Regions from separate parts of the Mus musculus genome. Here region 2 is linked to region 1. Evidence: chromatin contacts called from public Hi-C data. All regions are on one chromosome and are shown on one strand. The core of a region is the stretch at or near the end of the contact, and the rest is flanking DNA. Distances in the headings are between cores, read along the strand shown.

What was found. A called contact is a pair of places that touch in the nucleus more often than the background predicts.
Region 2: a contact with region 1 is called in a Hi-C map of liver, with 2.5 times the contacts expected there. The contact joins two enhancer-like sites. A contact is called at or near these places in 1 of 484 Hi-C or Micro-C datasets (liver), 3 of 115 datasets of contacts at active chromatin or transcription factors (embryonic stem cells, pancreatic cancer cells and stem cell-derived neural progenitor cells) and 3 of 9 other capture datasets (adipose tissue, liver and pancreatic islet).

What each region holds. Positions count from the first base shown.
Region 1 is chr9:31,144,211-31,147,016 of GRCm38.p6, forward strand. No RefSeq gene overlaps it. Among named protein-coding and RNA genes, the nearest start is that of St14, 14 kb to the left of the region's middle. Within about 2 kb of position 1,306, at least 53 of the 459 cell types and tissues checked have an H3K27ac peak or open chromatin away from gene starts, as enhancers often do. A contact at or near this core is called in liver, where this site is marked.
Region 2 is chr9:31,431,232-31,433,931 of GRCm38.p6, forward strand. It overlaps Tmem45b (transmembrane protein 45b), which reads right to left. Exons shown (of 6, transcript NM_144936.1): 2 at 90-289. The coding sequence starts at 273. Among named protein-coding and RNA genes, the nearest start is that of Tmem45b, 32 kb to the right of the region's middle. Within about 2 kb of position 1,295, at least 53 of the 459 cell types and tissues checked have an H3K27ac peak or open chromatin away from gene starts, as enhancers often do. A contact at or near this core is called in liver, where this site is marked.

The sequences.
Region 1 (2,806 bases), core at 56-2,555:
AAAACACTTTATAGAGTCACTTCCTGATACAGTGTTTAAGGCTGTGGAGTTTCCAGGAGCTCAGCTTACTTCTTGCTGTGACAAACCACCATGACCTCGGCAACTTAGAAAAGGAAGGCTTGTGCTTTCAGAGGCCCGAGTCCATGACATTAGATCTCTAAAAGCACGGCAGCAGCTGAGAGCTCACTCCTCATCCACAAACAGGAGGCAGAGAGGACACTGGGGATGGCATGAAGTCTTCTGAAATCTCAAGCCTTGGGCACCTACAGGGGCTAGAAATGCTGAGTTCCCCCGGACTGGAATTAGAAGCAGTTGTCAGCTGCTCAAAAAAGGTATTGGGAATTGAACACGGATACTTTGCATGAGCAGTTTGTGATCTTAATCACTAAGCCATTTTTCTAGTTTATCTGTTATTGATTGATTGATTGATTGATTTGCTGAAAGGGTCTCGTATCTTTGTTTGTTTGTTTGTTTATAGAAAGGGCCTCTAGCCCAGGCTGCCCTCAAGCCCCCTACATAGCTAAAGATAACCTTAAACTTCTGATCTTCCTGCCTTCTCAGAGCTGGGAGCACAGGCTAGGGCCTTACTTATGTGGTGCTGTCAGGGATGGGCCCCAGGGTATCATGCATGCTAATCAGGCACTCCTCCAAGCCTGTTCTGCCTTCAAAATTAGAAGACAGCTTTATAGGGTGCTGCAGTTTAAATATGAAGTGCTCCCATGAGCTCACGTGCTGGAAGACTTGGCTCCCGGCTCTTGGTGCTGGGTAGAAACGTTATAGGAACTTCAGGAGAGAGAGCAATGCTGGAGGAAGTACGTCATTGGGATTAACCCTCGGGGATTTAGTTTTGATAGAGTGTCACTATGTAGCTCTGGCTGGCCTTGAATTACCAGAGATACATCTGCCTCTGCTTCCCAAGTGCCAGAATTAAAGGCATGGACCCACGAGTGGCTGAACTTCCAAGTTTTCATAACCTGACTATCTCTGTCCACTCTCGACTTCCTGACTGGCTTTCATCACCTCAGGAACCTCGAGCCAGAACAAAGCCTTTCTCCTCGCAGTGTTTTTGTGTCTGGGTACTTTTTAACAGCAGCAGAGAAGTGACAAGTGCACTGCAGAATCCCAGACACAGTAAGATGTCTATGTGTCTGATCTAAGTTTTGACACATGCTACCCGTGGGGCTACTACCATTATCTAGAATGTTCTTTTAGCTTTGATGATCATTAAGTACAGTGTTGCAACACACTGACCTTAGGACCAGGCTTTCCAACTGCTCCACTTCAAGGTATCAAAATACAAGTTAAAAAATAGTAAGAGAGTGCATTAGTCAGCCTGGTACCATTGTGACAAAACACCAAGTGAACAGCTTATAAGCAGGAAGAACTATTTCTGTTGGTACTTTCAGTCCAGTCACTTGGCCTGGTGGCGAGACAGCTCATCACACTTGGAGAGCACGCAGCAGAGATCTGCTCACCTCCTAGAGACCACTAAGCAGCGTGAGAAGGCCCAAGGGTATCTCCCAAGGCACTTCCCCTAGGGCCTAACTTCCTCATACTAGGTCTCACAACAGTAGCACATGCTGGAGGTCAACCCTGACAAACAGGCCTTAAGGGAAACGTTTGGGATCCAAACTGGACAGAGTCCACCAGTCAAGCATGAAGCTTCAAGGTCGACTTTGAAGGTATATGAACCGGGAGTGGTGGCACTTGGCTGTATAACAAATCTGAGGTCCACATTATGTGGACAATGAGGTTTTCTTTTTTTTGGGGGGGGGGTCTATGATAAAACTCTAGTTCAGAGAGCAGCACTTGCTTAGTGTGTGTAATGGTTTGTATATGCTTGGCCCAAGGAGTGGCAGTATTAGAAAGTGTAGCTTTGTTGGAGTAGGTGTGTCACTGTGGGCATGGGCTTTAATACCCTTGTCCTAGCTCTGCCTGGAAGTCAGTATTCCGGCAGAAGCCTTCAGATGAAGCTGTTGAACTCTCAGCTCCTCCTGCACCGTGCCTGCCTGGACGCTGCCATGCTCCCACCTTGATGAGAGTGGACTGAACCTCTGAACCTGTAAGCCAGCTCCAATTAAATGTTGTCCTTATAAGAGTTGCCTTGGTCATGGTGTCTGTTCACAGCAGTAAAATCCTAACTAAGACAGTGTGTCTGGGGTTTGATCCCAAATAAAGAAATTAAAGTAAAAAAAAATTATATAATCCCCAGGGAGGCTTTTATAAGACAAACAACACACACACACTGTGATGTTTTAACAGTGGAATATCTTACAAGACAGCTAACCAGTACTCACCTGTCAGGACCACCGAAACAAGGTCACATCCTAGGAGAAAAAGTAGGCTGTAGATATAAAGCAAGGAGACCCGAATCAAGAATGCGCAGAGAGACAGGGAGAGCATGCGCTTCAGGAACGCACTACGTCACACAAGGAGGAGGAGCATAAGCAATCTGTGGTGCCAGGACTATGCCTGTAATCTCAGCACTGGGGAGGCGGATGGCTGTGGGCTTGAGGCTAGCCTCATCTATGTAGTTCTACACACACACACACACACACACACACACAGTAGCAACATCTGGATCCTAAAGGCTTTATCTCCCCCTTATATAATAAATTATTTGGGAAATTTTTTTCCATCTTTTTCTTGTCTCCCAGGTTTCCATCTTGGACTTGGTACATACATAATTTAAACATAACTGTAAATACGCACGTGGTGCTGCCTCCTAAAAAATGCCATTGAGGTTAGGCACAGCTCTGCTCAGTTGGAGGCTGGGAAAATGGTTGTCAGCGTGCTTGTTGTATGA
Region 2 (2,700 bases), core at 45-2,544, 290 kb after region 1:
TTATCTCTGCTAGTAAAACATCTATTTCACAGGATCTGGGAGGTAGGTTGAAGGATCTGGATGTGAAGAGAAAATGACTCTGTTCTTACCAATGATTGCAAACAGAGTCTTCACTGCACCTTCAATGATCTCAATGCGCTCCTGCTGACGGCTCAGTCTGTTATTCTTCAAGCCCTTGTGGTGAAAGTACTTCAGTGGGTACTTCACTGACCACCACAGCCCCACTATTAGAAAGAAGCTCCCTGGGAGAGCATGGCCCTTGAAGTTTGCCATCGCTGTTCCAGGATGCCTAAGAGATGAGGATTGCAGTTAGGTGATTGAATGATGAAGACATATATGTACATATAGACACATATAGGTGCATGTGTGCATGTGGAGTGTGTGTGTGTGAGAGAGAGACAGAGACAGGAGTGTAGAGGCTGGAGGACAACCTCAGGTATTACTTCTGAGGGATACTATCCACCTTACTCTAACACAGGACTTCTCATTGGCCTGGAACCCACTAAGTATGCTCTGCTGGCTGACCTGCCCATGAGCTGTATAGATCCGCTTGTCTCCCTGGCCCTGAGATCACAAGGATACACAACACACCCAGCTGTTTTACGCGATAGACAAGAAGTCTTTCTACTCTGTGTATTTTGAGCCAGGCATAGTGGTGCACTGCATGCCTTTAGTCCTAGCCCTTGGGAGGTGGAAGCCAGAGGGTCAGGAGTTCAAGGTCATCCTCCCCTTCTTAATAAAGGCAAGGCCAGCTTAGGCGACATGAAACCCTGCCTCCAAAGCACCATCCCCTCCACACTGTAGCAAGAAGCAGAATTGATCGTAAGCCACACCAGCAAGATCAAGGCTTTTTATGTGAAAAGCCCTTAAATCACTAGAATAGTACTGTCTGCCAGGTAATTTGGGGTTGGGGAGAACACTGCCGGGCCCGGGGCTGTGAAAATAAATAAGTTTGGTGGGGAGAAATGGAGGCCAGGTCAGTATTTGTTGACTCAGTGTAAAGATATCTTCCTAGGCACAGATGCGAACGAGAGGATTAGAGAGAAGAAACTTTATATGTAGTAATTTAAAAAAGCTTTTTATTGATTCTCTGTGAATTTCACATCATGCACCCCAATTCCACTCATGTCCCTGCCCCTTTGTGTCTGCCTTCCGCCCCTGTGACCCCTGCCCCCGCCAAAGGAAAAATAAGAGAACAAAAATCTCATCATGGGAGCTGCACTGTGTCACAGTGTCATACACCCTTTTTGTCCAACCCCCTTCACTTGCAGACGTTCATTGTAATGAGTCATTCAGCGGTCTGGTTCAAGGCCTCTGGCTTCTGCTACACTGCCAGTACTGGATCTCCACCAGGACTCCTCTCTGATATCTTGTTGTTGATCTGTGTCATAGAGATCCTGCAGCTTTGGCTCAGCAGGACTGGCTCCTTCACATGCCCCAGTAGTTCATAGAAGGGGTAGATGTTAGGGTGGGCCAACCCTAAGCCCTGGATCTGGGCCTGAGTAGGAGCTGAGTTGGTCAGCCCACCAGTTCTCCCATACCCATCTCACTAGGGCCAGCCTGCCTGCCTGGCTAGCTTACCCAAGTGCCACAGCCAATAAGGGGTGGGGCAAGCTCTCCCACTCTCATGCCCTCGGGGCGGGCTCGCCTGCACTGGCACCACCAGTGCTGGCCAGTCCAGGCACATAGCCTGCTCTACTGAGTTCTAAAACCAGCAAGGGATTGTGGGAAGCCATCCCTGCTGTGCCCACACCACCTCACGGCAGACGAAAGGTGGGGCCAGCTCTCTGTAGGCATTTTTTTTAATGTCAAAATGATGAAAAAGGGGCTGGTTAAATGTCTCAGCCAGTAAAGGATGCTGGCTGCTGAGCCTGTTGACCCGTGCCCAGTCTCGGTGGAAGAAGTGGGACCCACTCCTACAGGTCCTCTCATCTCCAGAGGCACATCACAGCACATACACCCAGAGAAACACAATGTAATTAAACCAAAAGTCTAAGAGATGGAGATAAATCAGGAAGCTGGCAGCTATACAGTGACTGTTAATTATAAAGCTTTTTACATATTTTTTTTTTCAAATTTAATTTTACTTTTTTTTTTTTTGGTGTGTGTGTATGTATGAGTATTTTGCCTGCATTCATATCTAAGAGAAAGCCTGATTCTCTGGAAATGGAGTTACAGACAGTTTTAAGCTGCCGTGTGGGTGCTGGGAATCAATCCCATGTCCTCTGGAAGAGCAGCTAGTACTCTTAACTGCTGAGCCATCTCTCCGACCCCAGCCATTACAGATTTTTTTTTTTCACACTGCAGGCAGCAATTTTATTTCCTGTTTTTCTAGACAACAGTAAGCAGCTGCTATCACATGGCCACTAATACTGTGTGATCCCTACTCCATCCAGCAAAGCACTGTACTTTGGACAGAAGCAAATGTCCTGTTTACTCACAGCAGGGCGATCATTTTACTATTAACATGCTGCTGCTCACTGGCTGCTGGAATCTGCTCCCTTCAACTTCTGTATCATTAGCTGCTCCAAAATAACCTAAACGCCATTATTGAGTTTTACACATTTTCAGGTTTGTACAAAAATAAGTGTTTGATGATAGGACAATAAACCAGTAAACAGAATACAAATAAAAGTTTATTGTACAAAATTAAGGCTCCGTATTTCATAGTTCAGCAAAACTAAAAACAAATTAGGTGAC